Regions from separate parts of the Mus musculus genome. Here all the other regions are linked to region 2. Evidence: chromatin contacts called from public Hi-C and promoter capture Hi-C data. All regions are on one chromosome and are shown on one strand. Each heading gives the region's core, a stretch centred on a gene start, on an enhancer-like site or on the middle of the called end of the contact. The rest is flanking DNA. Distances are from core to core; before and after follow the strand shown.

What was found. Promoter capture Hi-C pulls out the DNA fragments that hold promoters and counts their contacts. Hi-C and Micro-C count contacts between places; a contact is called where the count stands out from the background.
Region 1: a promoter capture Hi-C map of pre-B cells shows a contact between it and region 2. The contact joins the promoter of Zup1 here to the promoter of Hdac2 in region 2. A contact is called at or near these places in 2 of 39 promoter capture datasets (cranial neural crest and pre-B cells).
Region 3: a contact with region 2 is called in a Hi-C map of CD4 T cells, with 4 times the contacts expected there. The contact joins the promoter of Wasf1 here to the promoter of Hdac2 in region 2. A contact is called at or near these places in 1 of 39 promoter capture datasets (pre-B cells) and 1 of 484 Hi-C or Micro-C datasets (CD4 T cells).

What each region holds. Positions count from the first base shown.
Region 1 is chr10:33,949,869-33,952,568 of GRCm38.p6, forward strand. It overlaps Zup1 (zinc finger containing ubiquitin peptidase 1), which reads right to left and starts at 1,391. Exons shown (of 11, transcript NM_001359455.1): 1 at 1,263-1,391.
Region 2 is chr10:36,973,197-36,975,896 of GRCm38.p6, forward strand. Hdac2 (histone deacetylase 2) reads left to right here and starts at 1,348. Exons shown (of 14, transcript NM_008229.2): 1 at 1,348-1,607. The coding sequence starts at 1,556.
Region 3 is chr10:40,882,568-40,885,267 of GRCm38.p6, forward strand. Wasf1 (WAS protein family, member 1) reads left to right here and starts at 1,260. Exons shown (of 9, transcript NM_001379453.1): 1 at 1,260-1,503. Cdc40 (cell division cycle 40) reads right to left here and starts at 576. Exons shown (of 15, transcript NM_027879.2): 1 at 320-576. The coding sequence starts at 508.

The DNA.
Region 1 (2,700 bases), core at 141-2,640, 3.0 Mb before region 2:
AAATAGAAATACATACAGAGAAATATGTTTTAAAATACAAGCTATATATGACACAAACAAACTTTATGTTTAGTATTGTATTTCTACATATTCTAGATAAAGGATATTGTGCCTGAATGTCAAGATATCAGAGGTAATAATAAGAAAATTTATGAGTAAAACATTTCAACAAGGCATTGGTGATACACCCTTTTAATCTCAGCACTCCTGAGGCAGAGAGCAGGTGGATCTGTTAGTTGGAGGCCAGCCATAGCTGAGTTCCAAACCATTCAGGGCTGCATAGTGAGACTCCATCTCAAAAAACAATAATACAAGGCATTTCGTCCAACAGGTAGAAAAAAAAGTATATTTAATAAGTTGTCCATGTAAAATAAAGTAAAACAGAAGGCTAATGTTGATCAACATATTTACTTGCATGTAGTAGAATGAGGAGGGTAAATCCACCTTAGTTCACTTCAGAGCTTTATATGTGTCAAACTTAATACCACTGCTGTGGTTTTACATACATGGAAACCCTGGACCAGACAGGTCACTACAGTCAGATAACGATGGAAGGTAAACACCGCAGAGCCCAAAGGTAAAAGCTGTGAGCATTGTAGGAAAACAGCACTTACCGCCAAGATCTAGGAAACTGGGGTATAGACGCTGGTTTCATTAGGTTAGCTAACAGCTCAACCCTCGGAAGTTCATTTTCAAACGAGTTATGAGATTGATGGGCTAATGGGAGATGGACTACTTGTAGGGAGGTGCTAAAACAAAACAAAACCTTTTAACGCAATCACAAACCCAGACCTTCCCCTAGACTATCACCTGGCTGTCACGTATTTTAGTAATAGGAAGGAAAAACGAGGGCAACTATTCCCTTCATCTAATTTCAGCTTTACAAAATCTTTCTACATTTTCCTTTTTCTCGTTTCTCTTCAGACAGTAATAAGTTTCTGTTTCTAGAAGGAAGTTCTATCGATACCTAGTTTCGTTTCTTCCAAGGACTGGGGCACTGCAGATAAAGGACACACTACAAGTAAGGGGGGACCTTCGAAGGGCTAGCCTGGGTACGGGATGGCGAAGGTGGTAAGGCCCGAATCTGTCAAAGTTCTGAGCCAACGTCGCACCGGTGGGGCGCAGGGAACCGGACCTGCGGCCACCCGGAGCCGGCCTGCAGACCCGGACCCACGGCTAGACCGCCGCTCCTCCCCACCGCAGGAGCCAGCCACCGCCCGAAAGCGCGCCCCACACAGCCCGCCCGATCGCCAAGGACAGACCTCCCGAGACTGCCGCGCCGCGACCCAAAAGAGAGCCCAGGCCTCCAAGAGTCCTCCGCAGTCACAACAGACCTTCCTCACTGGCCAGAGAGGGTAGAGATCCCAGCATGCCCCGCTGCAGATCCGTCTGAGTTGCGGTGCATTGTGGGACTTGTGAGGGATTTTTGCAACTTTCGCTTGCACATCAGAGCATCACTGCCCCTCCCACCTTCCAGTTGCAGTTTCCACTCCAGATATGCTAAAACCGTAACTAGATTCTGAGTACATTTAAATGTCTGATTCTGCGGCAAACACCTGTTCCTGTTTACACAGTATCTGAGCTCTAAATTATGTTCTGCGGGTTAATTAAGACAAGTTCCTTTGTCAATATTACAAAGTTGCTTATCCAGTGTTAACAGTCTGTTTCTCCCTCTGGGGGATTGATCTACGAGGCAACTACGGACGTGTTTAAATATGAGGATGACATAATCTGACAAGTATAATATTTTTAAATTATTGGGTATCGTTGAACGTGATGCATGGAGGAAATACTATTTCCTTTAGTAGAATTCCTTCTTTTAGTAAAAAAAAAAAAAAATTCGAAGTCATTGTAAGAGTGAAAGTACTCTTACAGAACATTTTCAAGCTAAAAATGAGCACATTAGCAGTTAACCATTAGCTGCGAGGCCAACAACAATGAAATCATTTCTCCAGAGGTATAAAAACGTTCAGAAAACAGAACTTTGTGGAATGTCTAAACAAGGGGCAACTAAAACTCTGCTTCCAGATTTCCTCCTTCATCAGCTTCCCACTTGACTCGTCTTTTCCTCCAAGACAGTATTAGTTAACGAAAAAAGATGAACTGGCCATCTTCTGTAACCAGGTTGTTATGCCCAGTTTGCGGGAACCCCAGGAGACTGCCAGAAATTGGAAGACCAAATGTAATATACAAAGAGTTTTTATTAACCGGGACCCGGTTCGCTATCTTTCCCAATGCACAGTGACCCCTAAATCTAGGGGTTTAAGGTATATATAGGAGGATGCATAAACTGGGGCTCTCAACCCCTGGTGTTACATGATTGGGAAGAGGAAAAGAGAACCGATAGTATTTGTTCAGACAGGGAGGAGGAATTGCGCAGCTGGAACAAGACCTTTTTGACCTGGGAAGACATAACTTATCAAAGACCAGCGTGTTTTTATAACGCAGTCACAGCTGCCTGAGAATGAGTGGACTTTATCACTTCGAGAATACTAACTCCTGTCTCCTTCAAAGGTCGGAGCCATCTGTGCTTGGGAGAGTGCTTTTATGAAGGAAGGATCACAATATTCCGGCGCCAGATTGGGCTCTCTTTTGTCTGCCCTCTTCATAAGGCCTGAAGCATCTATGTTAGGGGAAAGGGGTACTAACTGCTCTGGCTGCATGCAGGGACAGGAGAGTGCAGTATTTGACGCGCAGAGA
Region 2 (2,700 bases), core at 98-2,597:
TCTCATTCTGTTTTCAAAACCTTGCATGGTTGACTTGGGAACTGATAGAGAAAATGAAGCAAACAATACTCTGTAATCAACATTAACATCAAAGCTAGCTCTCTCCACTGTGGTCCCTGACCCAACCACGTTAATCTCCCAGGGTCTTGTTAAAACTGTAGGCTTGGGAGAGAAGTGGTTGTGGTGAGGGGTACCTTGGAGTAATTCTAAGTCTCTTGGGGTTAAGCCTGGAAGATTGGTGCTTTATGTATTAAGAGTCCTGGGGATCCGAAAGTAGAAAAATAATGATTTTTGTTAGTGACTCAGTATGGTTCTTACTTCAACACCTCCTCTTAAGGGAGGAAGTAGTGTGTGCATGTAGCTGGAATTTTAAATAATAACAGTTCAGGTGTGTGAGTATTTCATTAGACAGTCAGCTTCCATCCTTTATGCATCCTTTAAGCAGGTTGGTTTAGACAGGTGCACAATAAACGCCAGGCTATTAAACACAGGGACTCCAATATTTAAACCAATTCTTTTGAATTGTCTGGCTAGAAGCACATCCAGTCTGATAAAGTAGACAAAGCACGTGGAGTCTTGAAAAGTTCGACACCCCTTCGGTCCTCAGATGACTATTATTTAGCAATTGAGAGCACTATACTCCTTCTTTTGCCCACACCTATAAGGAGATGGACATGGCACGTACATCCCAGCACTTTTGACAGCTTTAAATGGTGTTTATTACGAGCAGGTATGGATGCTGGGAACAGTGCTTATACCGAGTCCTGGAAATGCTTATTAAACCCAGGAGATACAAGGAGTCTGCCATTAACCTCTCTGTAACTCAAGAGTAGTTATCAGGAGCCAATGAGGGAGAACAAGAGAATTGAAACACGTGGGAATATCGGACCACCAGGTAGCGGGTGTGTGTGTGGGGGGAGGCAGCCCTAGGGAGCTCTCAAGCCGAGGCCCCTCGGGGTCCCCGCGGCACGTGGCGGGCTCGGGCCGGAGCGTCGCGGCGGTGGGGGAGGGGAGCGGCATGAGCCCTGGAGGAGGGGTCTAGACTGCCCGGGATTCGTTTGAGCAGGCGCGGAGTGCGCAGGCTCGGCCCAGGCGCAACCAGTGCGCGTAAGACCGAGGGGTGAACCTCACTGCTGCGCGTCCGGGTCTCTGAGCAAGGGGCTAAAGTCCGCTTGTGCGCACCTCCGGACTGTGTGTGACTACCCGTAGAAACACTACTGTCGCCCTGGCCGGTGGCGTCCACTCCGTCCCGGTCGCTCCCTCCCGACCGTAGTTGTGGTGCCCCCCTCCGCGCAGCCGCAGTGGTCGCTCCCGCCTCGCAGCCCCGCCGCCCGGAGGCCTACCCCTGCCGAGTGTCGCGCGTCGGCGCCGCTGCCTATCCCGCTCTGTGCCCTACGGCCCTCCCGGCACCCGCCGCCGTCCCGCTCCGGGCTGCCCTTGCTCCGAGGGCTGCAGCACCGGCCGTCCCCGTCAGCCCTCTTGTCTGGCCGCCGGGCCGCGGCGGGCGGGAGCAGCCGGAGGAGGAGCCGCAGCCGGGAGGCGGCGGCCTGAGCCCATGGCGTACAGTCAAGGAGGCGGCAAGAAGAAAGTGTGCTACTACTATGATGGTGAGTGGCCGAGGAGCCTGCAGCCGGGATGCGGGGAGGGCGCGGCGGGGTGTCGGGGGTGGCAGCCCGCGGGGACACCAACACGGCCTACCCAGCGGTGGCGTCTCGGGGACGCCCGCCTTCGCTCCTCTCGGGTCCTCTCGGGCACACGCAGGTTTAGGGTGCACTGCCTCTGACCGGTCTCCCGAGGAACCCCAGTTGGCACCCTGGGCCTGACTGCACAAAGCTGGCGTCCTGGAGCTCCGCCCCACGTCCCTGTCCCCTCCCCCGCTCTCCCGGTCCCCCCTTCTCGCCCCCGATCTGTCCGCGCTGCGCTTCCAGCCTCACCCGGGACCCCGGCACCCGGGTGGGGCTGCGGAGGAGTTACTGCTGGCCGGTGGCCAAGTTCGCAGAGCGGCGCTGTCTCGCTGGTGTTTTGCGTGGACTACATCCCTCGCCTTTGTTCGCGTTCTTCGAGCTCCACTTTCTCAGGGTTCAAATGGAAGGGCTGCACTTCCTCGGTGACAATTAAGGGGTTTTGAGTTGGAAGTAGGTAGGTCGTTGGGAAGTGGTAGGAGAGAGGAAGCGTGCAGTTGTTCTTGTTTGATGGGTCCTGGCATGTCTCTATGGGAGGTTATTACCTCCCCCTTCTTTGTTGCTCTTTGTTCGATCTGCTATAATACCCTGCTCTGGGGGGTTAGGAAAGAACACCGGCATCTTGCTTAGGAACTCTTCTACTGTGGTGAAGACCTTGCTGCAGGAAACTTTGAGAAGTGGACTAAATATTCACAATGCAGTGAACGGTACAAGGTGACTGTAAGGATTTTCTAATTTGGAGTATAAGTAGTAATAGTCTCTGGGTTCAGTTACACCAAATGGAATGGTGCCCTGCCTATACAGATTTCACCCAAGACATCAATAGATAAACCATTGAGAGAAGTAATAAGGAAATTTGACAGAACTTTCGAAGCTCATTGATTGAACGCTTGATCTCCACAAAGCAATATGAAATTGGGAGCGTTTTCTGTAGTTGTATTGAAGTCACAGTGTTTGGAGAGGTAGATTAGAGAACTAGGCTGAATGAAACACTTAAACTTGTTAAAATAGTCGTGCA
Region 3 (2,700 bases), core at 10-2,509, 3.9 Mb after region 2:
CACTTCTAGTGAGGGTACAAATTCTAGTTTGAAAGTCTTGATCCAATATTATCTATGCTCTGAACTTATAACTGATCTAATAAGGCTACATCTTAGTCTACAAATTCAAACTTTCCTCCTCTCCTGAACTAATTTTATCCGACGGAGATAGGAAGGACAGGGGTTAGTGGAGAGCTGCTCCGTACTTCTAATCGTCAAGGAGGATGTGGGAAGAGATGTAAACGCTAGTTACATACTTCTCAGCGCCAAGGTAGACCAGCCTCTAACCCGAGACGAGCTGAAAGCAGTTCCTGAGCTTATTAGTGTCCAAAACACTTACCTTAACTGCCACCTCCGGAGCCGAGTCCACCGCCACGGTCAGAGAGAGCTTGGCTGAAGGCGATTTGGTCAAGTGCATGAGAGAGTCCGCGGCTGGCAGCGGACACCGACTGCCCTCACTGTCCGAATCCGATTCGGACCCCGAGCCCGAGCCATACGAAGCAGCTAGAGCTGCAATCGCAGCCGACATGACTGCAACAGATACTCTCTGCTAAGGCCAGGCCAAGGCGGAAGAAGCAGCGTCTCCCAGGTCCTGTCAGATTGTCATGGAACTCGATATTTACCTCCTTTAAAAAAAATCATTTATAACTTCTCGAAAAAAACTTTATTATTGAGATAACTGTATCAAAACTTGAGATTCACAAACATTTATCTAAAGAAGCACAAGGGATTACAACTATTTGTAACTTTCAGGACCTCGTTGATTAAAGACCCAGTCCTGAGATGTGTTTGAAGCCTCGAGGACCTTCACTCCCGGCGTACAGTGCGGCGAGGAGCTCGCGGCACCATGGGAAATGTAGTTTGGAGCGAGGAGGTGGAGCCCGGCAGAGGGGGCCTGCCTTCGACCCCGCCCCCAAGAGGATGCTTCATTCAATTGGATGTCATCTTCCCTCATTCCCGAGCCCAGCACCGTTCTCTCCGGCCCCCTCCCCCAAAGTGCGGATCGGGCAATACCACAGAGCCTCAGGACAGGGGGAAGCGCCGTCCTCTTGCCCACGGACGGGTAAGTGGGTGGATGCTCATTCTCCCACCATGCCGCCGTACGCCCTGCAGGGTTCGAGGGGAGAGTGCGAATCCTAAGTTCAGAGACCTGGGACCCGTCCGGTGCAGCTCCGGGGAAAGGTCGTGAGGCCAGGCGGAGAGCGCCCCGCGGCTCCCCCTGCTGCAGGCGCGGGTCCCCGCGCCCGGTTGTGGAGCGTCGCGCGGGGAGGGGGCGGCGCAGGGCAGCGGCTGCTCGCGGTGTTGTTCGCTCGCGCGTCGAGCGCACCGCGGCTCGGGCGAGCAGTGGGCGCCCCCGGCGGCATTCCCGGCGGCCCGGCGCCTCAGCCAGTGCCCGGCGCGGCTTCCATCCCGCAGCCCGACGCTCCCGAGGGGCTCCTGGTGGCGCCCCAGTGCGGAGCCGGACCGGCGGCAGCCGCCGAAGCATGTAGAAGGGGTACGGCGCGAGCCCCCCACGGTTTCGCGGTGAGCACGAGTCTCTCAGGATTTTGTCCCTTTTTTTTCTTCCCGGGGTCCTGACGAGGGAACTGTTCTCCACCGACCCGAGCCGAGAGGGGCGTGTGGATGAGCCGGGGTCTGCAGCGGCGGCGATGGATGGGCGCGCCGCCCCCGCCCCCATCCCGGGCTCCCCCGCGCCCGCCGCCCAGCAGCCCGGGCTGCGCGTGGAGGACGAGGCGTGGGATCTCGGGCGCGGGGACTGGCCCGAGGCTGCTCTGGGTGCAGCATCTGCGGCTCTCACCTGCGGCGCGGGGTTCGGGGCTCCGATCCCGCCGCTCCGCCCTTGTGCATCGGCGCCGGCGAAGGCTGCAGCCAGTCGCGGAGCCCTCGGCTCGCCCGGCGTGCCAGCGGTTCTGAAAAGCGAGCCCTGGCCGCGGGTCTTTGCGCCGCGGCTCTCTGCACGACCATGGTAAAGCGAGTGCGGGCATCCCTTTATATTCCAGTTTGGAAGAGAAGGCAGAGAGGGTGCTGGCTCTTTTGATGCCTGGAAATGGGGAGGTTCCTCGGGCAGAGTTAGGGAGACGCTTGCTGGGCTCTGATGTCGGCAGGACTCGCCCATTGTGCCACCCAGATAATTATTCAACTATGCAGCATCCATTGCACCTTTCCCATTTTTCTTTTCCCCTAGCTACAGCATGCCCCCTAGCTTCCGTAGACACCTTCTCTAGCACTTGCGGATGATGAACTAGAATAATGGTGAAAAGAAAGCTCATCGGATCCCAACATTCACGACCTGCCCTGTGACTGACTAATTAATACCTAGCTAGAATAGGTACTTTAATTCGACTCATTCTGACCCTATCCTTTACTATACAAAATGTGCCCGACATTCTATTTACATTTTTTTCTTGGTGTTCACATTAGCTAAGTCTTTATTTTCAGTAATCGGTGTGATTAGTTTATTAGTTGTTCAGTTGTACAAACATCCATTGACATTGTAAATTTAATTGGTAAACTTTCATTTTTCTAATTGTTGGGAGCCGCATAACACAAGTACAGATGCAGTCCCATTTGGAACTCACAGGAACAGTTTATCTTTGATCTAAGTTTCTGTTAGGGAAAGTATTTTTATTTATTTTGAATATTTGAATAACGTACTTATATATAAAATTTTCCGTTTTAATAAGAAAAGTTTTGTATTTGTAGAATATTTGAACATCCGAT